Linked DNA regions of Arachis hypogaea: region 2 is linked to region 1. Evidence: chromatin contacts called from public Hi-C data. All regions are on one chromosome and are shown on one strand. The core of a region is the stretch at or near the end of the contact, and the rest is flanking DNA. Distances in the headings are between cores, read along the strand shown.

What was found. A called contact is a pair of places that touch in the nucleus more often than the background predicts.
Region 2: a Hi-C map of an unstated tissue shows a contact between it and region 1, with 4 times the contacts expected there. The contact joins the enhancer-like site here to the promoter of LOC112792636 in region 1. A contact is called at or near these places in 6 of 8 Hi-C or Micro-C datasets (leaf and an unstated tissue).

Annotation. Positions count from the first base shown.
Region 1 is chr1:6,583,167-6,589,000 of arahy.Tifrunner.gnm2.J5K5, forward strand. It overlaps LOC112792636 (amino acid transporter AVT1I), which reads right to left and starts at 3,173. Exons shown (of 4, transcript XM_025835956.3): 1 at 2,175-3,173. The coding sequence starts at 2,373.
Region 2 is chr1:6,616,232-6,622,065 of arahy.Tifrunner.gnm2.J5K5, forward strand. No RefSeq gene overlaps it. Among protein-coding and RNA genes, the nearest start is that of LOC140178354, 19 kb to the left of the region's middle. Within about 2 kb of position 3,535, at least 2 of the 3 cell types and tissues checked have open chromatin away from gene starts, as enhancers often do.

The sequences.
Region 1 (5,834 bases), core at 1,923-4,422:
TAAATTAATTATTAAATATTTATTTATAAATATATATATATATATATATATATATATATATATCTCGTTTAACTTATTTTAATATATATTTTATATTAATAATTAATTTTTTTGTATACATATAATATGATTAATTTATTTATTATATTTTAGTTTAAGTGAATTTTATAATATCTATTATTTGATGTTTAAATTAAATTTAATTTATTTTTTATAGTAAATTTTTAAATATTTAAAATTATTTATTTTATATTTTCAAATTAAATATTAATTTTTGTTTTTTTTAACAAACTAAACACCATTTTTAGATGGGTAATGTTAGGAAGATAAAAAAATAAAATATTATTTTGATCTTCAATGTTTGGATTGAATTTTAGTTTTGTCCCTAATATTTCAAATGTCTTATTTCAGTATTAAAAACTTTTAAAATATCTTATCTTAATTTCAAAAAAATTTAAACATGTTCAATATTGTCCTTCAATTAAATTTGACACAAACAATTCGCATATCAAATAGTTAATAGTATTCGATTACAGTGGATAAGTAAAATTGATCAATCATCCTTTAATTTTGAAATGTTGATGATTGATCGTTAATATTTGTAGTTTTGTAAAAAAAAAAATAAGAAGACAAAGTATTACAAAAAAATTTTAATTATATTTTTTTAATATATAAAAAAAATATAATTTAATTAGTAATATTATTAAGGTCTAAACCACTCATTTTATTAACTATTAGTGTTAAATTTAACTGTAGAATAATATTCAACTTATTTAAAAATTTTTAAGATAGAAATAAAATATTTAAAATATTATAGATTAAATTAAAATTTAGTCTAAACGTTAAAAATTAAAAATAATATTTTATTTTTAAAAAATAATCAATGCTTATCATATTTAATATATATTAATTCTAATAAATCACAAAAAAATATTATTTCTAAATTAATAAATATTAAATAAGATAAATTTTAATTATTTATATTAATTTTTTTAATTATAAAATATTTCCATTTTTAGACGCAATAACAATTACTTTTAATTTGTGTTCATTTGTTTTGTATAGAAACAAGGCCATCCATATATCTTGCCATCCCCACCAACCCTCTTAAACTCAATAATGACACAACCCTGTATAAAAAGTACAACAATAATTCAAAATATAGTACCATCCATCTTGAAGCAAAGATAGACAAGGCAGCTATGAAACTCGGATACTTTTTCGATTTATTGTATTTATATGTTAGATATATTTTGAATAATTTTTTGATTTATTGTGTTTATGTGTTAGATATATTTTAGATATAATATTCATTAATACTTATCTGATATGCATGTTTTATGTGTTTAATCGTATTTTAATTAAAAATAATTTTTTTATATTTTTAAACACATCTAAATATCATCACGTATTAATATCATAATCTTATTCTTAATATATATTTTTAAAATGAATTTATAAATACTATATAGTATTAATTATTAAAACAAAATATATTTTAAATATTTTATATAATTAAAAAACGTTAAAAATAATTAAAAAATTAAATTATATTTTATATATATATCATATTTCTGTGTTATATAATAATTAAATATTTTTGTGTTCCATATTCATATTATTAGTGTCCATACATCATAACCGGATAAAAATAACTTTTTGAAAGAATTTCTGACATATAATATATTAATTAAAACTAACGATTAAAATGAGTAAAATACTGATATTTTAAAAATATTTAAAAAATTTTCATTCTTTAACTTAGTACATATGTCGAAAATAAAAATATGAAACACTTTTTTAACTTTGATAATCACGTCAAAACTCAAGTGTGTATACACGGTCTCTCATCTCTCCTGATAAAGCTACAAAAATCTGAACAAAGGTTAATGAAATGGGAAGAGACAACTTCATCTTGTGCCAGCAATAGTGATTGATGAGAGATTCAATGAGATTTAGAAACACATACATGCATACAACTTTTCTTGATGGGAGACAATCCACAAATAAAAATAAAAAGATGACCAAAAAATTTTGTATCAACTTATATTAGTTTTCACCTTTTTGAAAAGGCCTAAAAATATGCCTTACTTTTTGTGTCATATCTTAACCACTAATTGCAATCTTGTTAATTAGTTTCTTTTAAATCACAGAGACAGAGAAAGAAGTGTAACCTGAAATTGCATTAATCCCATGGAAGCAGGTCTTGAAAAAGGAGGTGTTACCAACATGAACTGAGTCTAAATCATCAGCAGATTTAGGTAGCTGATCTCCATTGTAGAAGCTTCTCTGTTCTGCTTTTTCATCACCCAGAAGGGGTATGGTGATGGAGTTTTTTCCATCATCACCACCTTGCTCTCTTGCACTAGCCATAATGATGATAAACAAATGAAAAAGATTTAATTTGTGTGCTTGTGATCGATCACTACAATCACACACACTGTGTGTGTTTTTTATGAGAGAATGAAGGACCAAGCACCCTCAGATGAGTTCCTTTCTTTCCTCTATCAATTTTATTTTTATATGCAACACAATAGGCTGCCCGCTACTAGATGGTGAAATAAACGAGTTATTAGGGAACTCAATTATATTAAATTAAATTACTCTTTTATTTATTTCTTTTTCTTTTCATTGTCCTAGATCTACTCTGGACCCATCGCGTTTGGCCTTCGTATATGGTACCTGAACCACTCCTAATATAAAAGAGATTCTGTATCAATAATAAGGTTTTTTTTTTAATTATGTTACGACTACGCTAAAATTAATTTTAGAATATAAATATATATTAAAAATAAATTTAATTATATATAAATATATTAATAATTAATTTTAATATATAAATAATTTTTTATTTTTATTTTTAAAAAAATATTAATTAATTTTTTTTAAAAAGAATCAGTCTCAAGAAATTAAAGTAAAAGTGGGAATAAAAAACCGTATGGATCTGAAATGGTAAATAAGAAAGTCAGAGGGAAAATTAATAATAATAACAATAATAAATATATTATTATTATTATTATTATTATTATTATTATTATTATTATTATTTGGGTGGCAATAAAAGAAAGCAAGAATGGTTAGCCAAAATTAACGGAAATTAAAGAAATTAAAACAAGTGGCGGGGTTCACATGGTTTGGACCAAATCTGCAAAAGTCTACATTGTAAGATAAGCTCCAAATGCACTGTAAGAGGAAGGATATTGAAATAGGAAAGATATATGAAAATTAAGGATGCAATTAAGTAGGATAGAGGAAAATAAGTTGGGAACAATTTTATAGAAGGAAATACTAAAGAGAAAAATGATTTCAATATTAAATTTATCCAAGTTTATTATATTACTATCATTTTTATTTATAGTAATTTTTATTACTAATTAATAATAGATATGTAATTTTATTACTGATAATTTTGTATTTAAAGTTATGAAAAAAATTATAAATTTTAATTATAATTAATAAAATAAAAATTTAATTTCAAAATAATATTTTTTATTTTATTCCTATTTTATTACCTAAAATAAAGATAGCCATTAGGATTCTATTTTTTGAAAAATATTAGACTTTTTATGTGTTTAAAATAAGAATAAATAACTATTATTTCTTATCATGAAAGGTTTATGCGTTGATAAAATTGATCACGAAAGAATTAAATAGCGCTATATTTATAAAAGATGAATTATACTCGACAAAAACATTCAATCGTTAAATTTTTGTTGGCTCAATTTAAAAAACACATTAAATTAAAAAATTAATCCTACCATCATTTTCAAACCCCAATTATGCCTCACTCTTATCCCACTTGCAATGGCAGGTTGAAGAAACGAGCTTGAATCTCATAGTTAAATTGAAATTTAATTCAACGTGAATTTGAAACAAAAAAACAAAAAAACATTTCAGATTTTTACTTAGAGTATGAAATTCCATCAATTTGTTTCATAGTTTACAAAGGATTCATAAACACATTCATTTCATATGTGAAGCGCATGTAACAAGATGGATACAATGCAACAACAGATCATACATAAATTAGATGCACACTTGGTAACAAATCATCACTGGACTCTAATCATCTAAATCTAGAATTAAAACTAGAGGTATTGCATAATAAATTAAAGAAACAGAGAACATACATTCTGATCCTTTATTTGGAGATCCAAACAAAATAGTATTGTCGAGTAGTAGGGAAAAATGTGATTGTTATTAGAGAAAGTATAGAAAAATAATGATAATTGTGAACCATGTGAATAATAGATTAAAAAAAGTAAAATTAAAATTAAAATTTAAAAAATTAGGATTAGCAATAAACGTTTTTACATTATATACGATTATATTTTTAATCTCACCATAATTTTTAATGCACGCTTTTGCCGTCATCGTTCTCTTGTTCTCACCTCGCACCGCTGTAATCTCCGTCGACCGTATCGACGCCGCCACAATCTCCGGCCAACACGCCGAAACATTTTCCCTAACCCATCACCCCTGTTAGTGTGAACTCTCTCCTTATATGTGTATAGAATTAGTGCCTATCATCCTCTTCCGGTCGTGGCAGCCACGATGGCGATGGGCATTTTTTATAGAGGGACGTGGCTCCATCCGACCTCCCACTCCCAACTTCTATCACCCTTTTGTCTTGCAATTTGTGCTTCTTCAGTGCTGTGCGGCAGCGATCTAGATCCAAAATTGAAGGTAATTGTTGTTGGCGATTGTAGAGTGTGTGACGGAATTCGCTCCTGATTTTGCTGTCGTTGCTGGGGATGCTATCCATAACTCATTAAAATTCATCGTTTAGTCGCTGCGTTGTTTTCATCACGGCCTTTCAGTGAAACTACTTCAATGGCCAGTTCAAAATGACCATTTTAGTAGGTATGAAGATGGTTATTTTAATTCTTATGTGGATGATTATTTTGATTGAATTGGGTTTAGTTATATATAATTAAAATATGCTGGATGTTCAATTCATTATGTATGCGAATGATTATTTTTATCATTAAGTGGATGGGTTATTTTCACTAGGAGTGAGCGATGCCGGTGACGGGGTGTGGCAAACCAAGCAGCGACGCGGATGAGGATCCTTGTTGACTTAAAATTTTTTAATTTCTGAATAGAGTTTTTTGGTTGGATAATTTGGGTGAAGTATTTTTTTTTAACTTTATTGGGCCAAATTTTTAGCCCGTTGATCAAGTTATTCAAATTCTCCGTTGTCTATCTAAAGGAGCCGTATTTATTATTGTTCTAGTCTATCTCCTACAACAAGAGTGATGATAGAACAATATTTGATGTAAGGATGAATACGTTCTCTTGCCTTAAAACAGATGTGTATATCCTGGTAGATATCGAATCCTGTTTGTTGAAAAAGCACTACAAGAGATGTTGTACTTCATCTTCCTCCAAAATAGTGATCTTTGTCTGTTACCACTACCTCCTTCTCTATGTCAACGTTGTAAAACAAATACATCACCGCCATTGCCCATTCTAATGCATTTGACATCACATTCAAGCTCATTTCTTTGATCTACGACCTACGACACCACAAACACATTCGGGCACCAATCTGTGACACCGCAAGTGCGTTCCGGCTCAAAGTAAGGTATATTAGGAGGTTGAAGGTCGAAGATGATTGGTGATAGGGTTAATTTTAAAATTTAACGCGTGTTTTAAACAAGTCAACAAAAATTTAACAATTAAATATTTTTATTGAGCATAATTTATTTTTTATAGATATAAAGTTCATTTTGTTCTTTCATAGTCAGTTTTATCAGCACTCAAATCTTTCATAATTAGAAAATAGCTATTTAAAATAATTGTTCTTACATCTAAAAATATTCGTAACAAAT
Region 2 (5,834 bases), core at 2,285-4,784, 33 kb after region 1:
AACTTATAATTTGCTAATGTGGATATTAGCTATAGGATTTAAGGACATATGTTTTGTTGTTTTGGTTATTTTTTTTGCTTGTTTAGAACCTCTCGGTGCTATAATACTTTTAGTTTAGAGATAAATATTTTAATTTTTTGTTTTAGGACTATGTTATTATCCATATTATCATATTATTAGGTATTAACTGGTCAAAAATGTATTACTTTTTTATTATTTTTATCAATATAATATATGAGTATTTATGTTATTTTTAAAGTTGAAAAAATGCATGTTACAGATATATCAATCTGCTGTTTTATTGCTTTGCACAAATGTTTGTTCTATTTCATGGAGTAAACTTTAAACATTGACCATAATAACCCATTTTCATTTTCAAAAGTGCTCAAATACTAAATTTCATTCCATAATATAAATAATTTTCAAATAACCCAAATCTATTATAAATTTCTTACATAGTTACTCTAAACAAGCTTACCATTACAATTCCAAAAAAAATCCAAAAATACTACATCCAAAACTAAAACATCTACTTTCCCTGATTTTTCAATCTACACTTCTTTAACTTATTTTCTAATCCAAATAACATTTTCTCTAACTCTTTCATTTTATTATCCATCGCATGACCATGACCTTCAAATTAAATCTACTTCTGCTTCAATGCTCATTTTAAAAGTGTCTACATAGCATTTTCATTACATAAAAAATCATAATTACCTAACTATACAAAGAAATTACAATGACATTCTGCTATCTACAACAGAGATTAATAGTGACTAGACTAACAACACATAATACAAACTGAAAAAATGAAGATATTATTAAACTTACTATATCTTGAAGTATGGATATCGAAAGAATAACCTATCTAAGTTGTTATGCATTCTAGACATAACCAAAATTGCATATAACCCACAATAACATTTGAGAGAGACATATTTCTTCTTCCTCCGACCTCTAACACTCCAACTGGAACTCATATTCCAATTGGAATTGTTGCCTGAATCTCAATTATGGTCTCTTTGGATTCGTTTTTTATCTGGAAGAAGAGTGATAGGTTTTAGTTTAGATGAATCACCGCCAAATAACATAAGTTTTCGTTTAGTGCAACATGTGAAATAATGTCATTTTTGGTGGATAAAGAGAGACAGATCGATCTTGACTATTTGTCATAGGGGGACAAATTGACTCTTGACTATTGTCCATTCACCAACATGTCACTTAATGAAGATTTAGCGTTCACATCAATAGTGTTAAGTGTTAAGTAGGCCTCTTCCGTTAAGTTTAGTGAAGAGAGATGACAGAGGAACCGCTATAACTCACAGACACCAATGGAAGGACCACCATAATTGACGACATAGATCGGAATAAGTCTATTTTCTTTTTTACAAGAATTTTATTGTCTTGTCCTATTTTAAAATAGACAAAAATTTAGTTAGTTGTTTATTCTTAGCTGACTAACAATAATCTTTGAAAAAATCTTTCATCTTTAAAGAGTATAAATTTTATTTTAATAAATAAAAATTTAATTAAAAGTGCTTGAAATTTTAATTTGTTCATGTATGTCCTTTAAAAGTGGAGGTATTTTGATCTCAATAATTTATTTATTTTGAAAGAAGTTTTCAAACAGATTATTTAACATTTCCAAAATTATATAAAAAATATAATAATTTTAATTTTATAAAGGCTCAATTTTATTTATTCATTGGTCTAAAAAGGTCACAGAATCCAGTTAGACATTATTGCCAAATTTGCGTGGATATAGTCAATGGGAGCATATATATTCTTAAATTTGGAAAAAGAAAAAAGAAAGATCAATTATAGTTCCACCTTTTTAATTAGGCAATTCACGTTAAAGAATCATTAAACACTCCAAATAGCTTAGGTATGAATCATACATTGCTCGAGATTCATGCTTCATATTATTTTATATTATTTAAAAAGGAAAAAGGTGTACAACTGTAAGAAATGATGGGAACTGAAGACTATATGGTCCATATATAAATGGCGGAGATTAAAATAGAAATAGAACAATTAAATAATGATATGATAACAAAGAAGGGTAGCTTTCTTATTTATGAGACAATGGGCCCCGTTTAGTAATAACGCTAGCTAGATGTGGACAACAAATATTTAAATAAACTATGGACCCCAATATATATGGCTACATAGCAACAGCAACATATAAAACTCCAATATCTTAAACCATGCTGATTGAGGCTTTTATATTTATATGGCAGGTTTTTGTGTCAAACTAAAAAGTAAGGGTGATTTGCAAAGAAAAAAAAAAAATCTATTTTATATGGTTACACTAGCAGTGACTATGAATTTGCAATACAATACGTTCTTTCTATAATGATACTGTCAGTGGCTGCAAAATTGAGTTACAATTCAAATAACATAATTCTTTTATATTTATTTAAAAAATTATAAATTTAAATTTTTTTATTTTTGGTGAGATAATATATAAAAATATAAAGTTTTTAAAATTAAATAAAAAATAATTTTTTATTTAATAAATACAAAACCTAAAGAATTTTTCATATATGAACCTAATTAATTAATTTAGAATAATAGTTGTCATTTGAATCATAATATAATTGAAATTTTGATTTAATTTTTAAAATATTTTAATATTATAATTTTAAATGAATTAATCAATCTTATAAAATTTATATTAAATATGATGATTTATAATTTAATTAATTTTATTATGATTTCATATTTTTACATATTTAATTAACTTTTTCAATTTTAGGTAAGATTTGAATTTTTTCTAGTTTGACTAGGACGGATTCCGGGGGCGAGTACCTCCAAATTGTTAATAACAAATCTATATATTGTATCTCTCTTGTATGGTTTATAAATGATTGCGATAATGTGATAGTTATGTTTTAACAATTGCAACATGAAAAGGAGGGTTCAAACTTCTTTTCTTAAAAATATAGTAAAAATGTAAAATTCAAAATTAAAACAAAGCACAATCTTGATAAGATTAAAGATTTAAAGTGTCCAAAAACATTTATTTCTAGCCTCTCTTTTCTGTCCAGAGTCTAATGCCTTAATTTGGTGAGATTTATTCTTATTATACGAAAAAAATAAAGCCTGATTTAATCCTTTTTAAGTATGTAGGTAAATAATTAATATATAATTTGATCTTTAAAAAGTCAATAATTCAACAAGTTAATGTCTATAATATTCTTTTACTAATAAGCTAATTTCTAAAATATCTTTATTAATGCTAAATAAATCATTAAAAAATTAATAAATAGGTCGTCATTAAAATGCATTTAATAATACTCCGATCATTGATTTTGCAATTATTATGTGTCACAAGGCATCAGTCATACAGAACATTATTTAATTATTTTGATGTATATATATGTCAATTTCATGAAATAGCATTTTTCAGTGTTGTTTTTATAGGGACAGGAGCATTTGTCCCATTTGACCACGTGGCTCGGGGGCTATAATAGAGCTATAAAGAGCTAAAATCTAATTAAGAACCAACTTTATTATTCATTAAATGAAATTTATTATTTATTATTATAATTTGGTGAAGCTTATTCCTCTACACATGACCATCGTGCAATGCTAACTACTACCATTAATCTCTTGTTTTTTCTCTTTGTTCTTTTCCTTCTATAAAAAAAATAATAAATAATAAATAAAACAACTTGTGTATATATTTACTATTAGGTTTTAGTATACTATGTTGTTACAAGTAGGGTTTAGTTTTGACTTGGTCTTGCTTTATTTACTATGATTTTATTATATTATTATATGTAATTAGGTATTACAAACCAACATAATAACAAATATTTTTCGATATATTTTTTTTAATTTTAATTTACTCATTTAGTTAGATTTTTGTTGCAAACCAACTAGTACCTCCTCTTCTCTCCTATGTATATATCATCATTGTAACAAAATTCTATTTAGTTGACTTAATATATATAATTTTTGTCATCACTTTTCTTCTCTCTCTAATTTTTTTTCCTACTTTGTTCGGTTTTTGATACCTTTCTTGTAAAAAGATCCAAGGCTACACTTTTCGCAACCCAAGCTCAAAAGAGTCTAACCATATCGACTATTTAAAACTTTTTTTAACCACCACGAAAATTGGATAAAGACAATTTCAAAGCATAAAAGCCCCAAGTATTATTAGCGTGCATTAAATACAACATGTTGCAAAGTCACTTCAATAGAAGATCGGAAAATGGAGACGATTCAAAATAATTCGCATATTGGGAGCAAGATGAATATTTAGTAGATTGTTGTTCATAAAATCTGATAATAATTTCATAAGATATAAGATTTTATGACTTTAACCGAAGAAACGACATTGATAACAAAAAATCCACATATGAATTTTACATTTAATAAGTCTAAATACAATTTTGTGGACGAGAAGAAAACAAGTTATGGTGTCAAAAAATAGAACTGAAGTCAGAAAGATAATAAAGAGGGACAGAGCTAAAATATTTTTTGGAGAAGACCAATATGAAAAACATAATTCTAAAAGAGGAGAAAAAAATTAGGAAGCTAATATAAAAATTAGAGAACTTTATACAATAAAATATTTTTTTTTAAAGAGGACAATCATCTTTTATTATGTATTTATTTCCGTTCCTAAATTTTAAATTCTAAACTTAATCCTTAAATTCTAACACCAGAAAGCATGACCTAAATCATTTAGGTTCAAAATTTGAGATAAACATACAAATAACAAAGTTATGACAACTAAAGTATAATGTTGTTGAAAATAAATTTAGTGCTACTCAATGTATATCAAAATATTTTGTCCTAAATGAATCTTTTGTAAAAAAATATTTTACGGTAAAAATATTTTAGTGACAAAACAGGTTAGCTCGTCCCGCCTCACTCCGCCAAAATCCACCGTAAAATGAAAACCGAACTGGCTCACTTTGCCAAATTAATCTTATAAAAAATTTTTTGTTGTTCCCATTTCAACAACTGATCAAGTAGCTGGTTCTCTAACAAAGCCTCTGTGGGCACTTGCCCCTCCTTTTTTGTTATATTAGGACAAGCTCAGGATAGTAAAAAGAAGTACAGCTCTTAATTAGTTTGAGGGGAGGGAATGTTTGGATTGCAAATAAGCTGAAGCCTTAAACTTCCAAGCTCTAGAAAGTTCCAGAAGTCAGTAATGAGTATTCACTCTCTTTTCTACTTTTTCCACTAGTTCCTGAAATACTTTTCAGTTGGTACAAAATGAACTCTCCTTGCACAAATTGCAGAAATTATTTTTAATATGGAAGTGAAGATGGTGTTTTAGTTGAATATTGATATTTAAAGTGTATTATAATATTGTGGAAATAATTCAACATGTCTTTCACGTGTTGATCAATATGTTATCACGTGTCTAACACGCCTTCTACATATTGGTCAGGATGCTACTACGTGTTCAACATACCTCCCATGTGTTGCAACACGTTCTCTACGTGTTGACTTCTTACCTACAAAATCCACTCCTCTGTAATTACACCAAATAATTCTATTTTAAAAAAAATACCAATATTTTTTTATATAAAAAAAATCAGCCAACAAATTATATCATTCAAACATCAAAATATTTAATAACTAAAATAAATTAATAAAAAATATCTAAAATTTATTTTATTTAATTTTTATTAATTTTAACTAATTATTTTTGTCTTTCTAACATAACCGTTCAAAATATAGCTCTTGACTACTTTTCTTTTGGTTTGTGCCCCTAAGCATTATTCTTTATTTTAAAATAACGTAATCTAACGAAAAAAATATTCTTCTGATTATATCTCCTTCTTTCTTTAGTAGTTAATCAATTCTCCTTT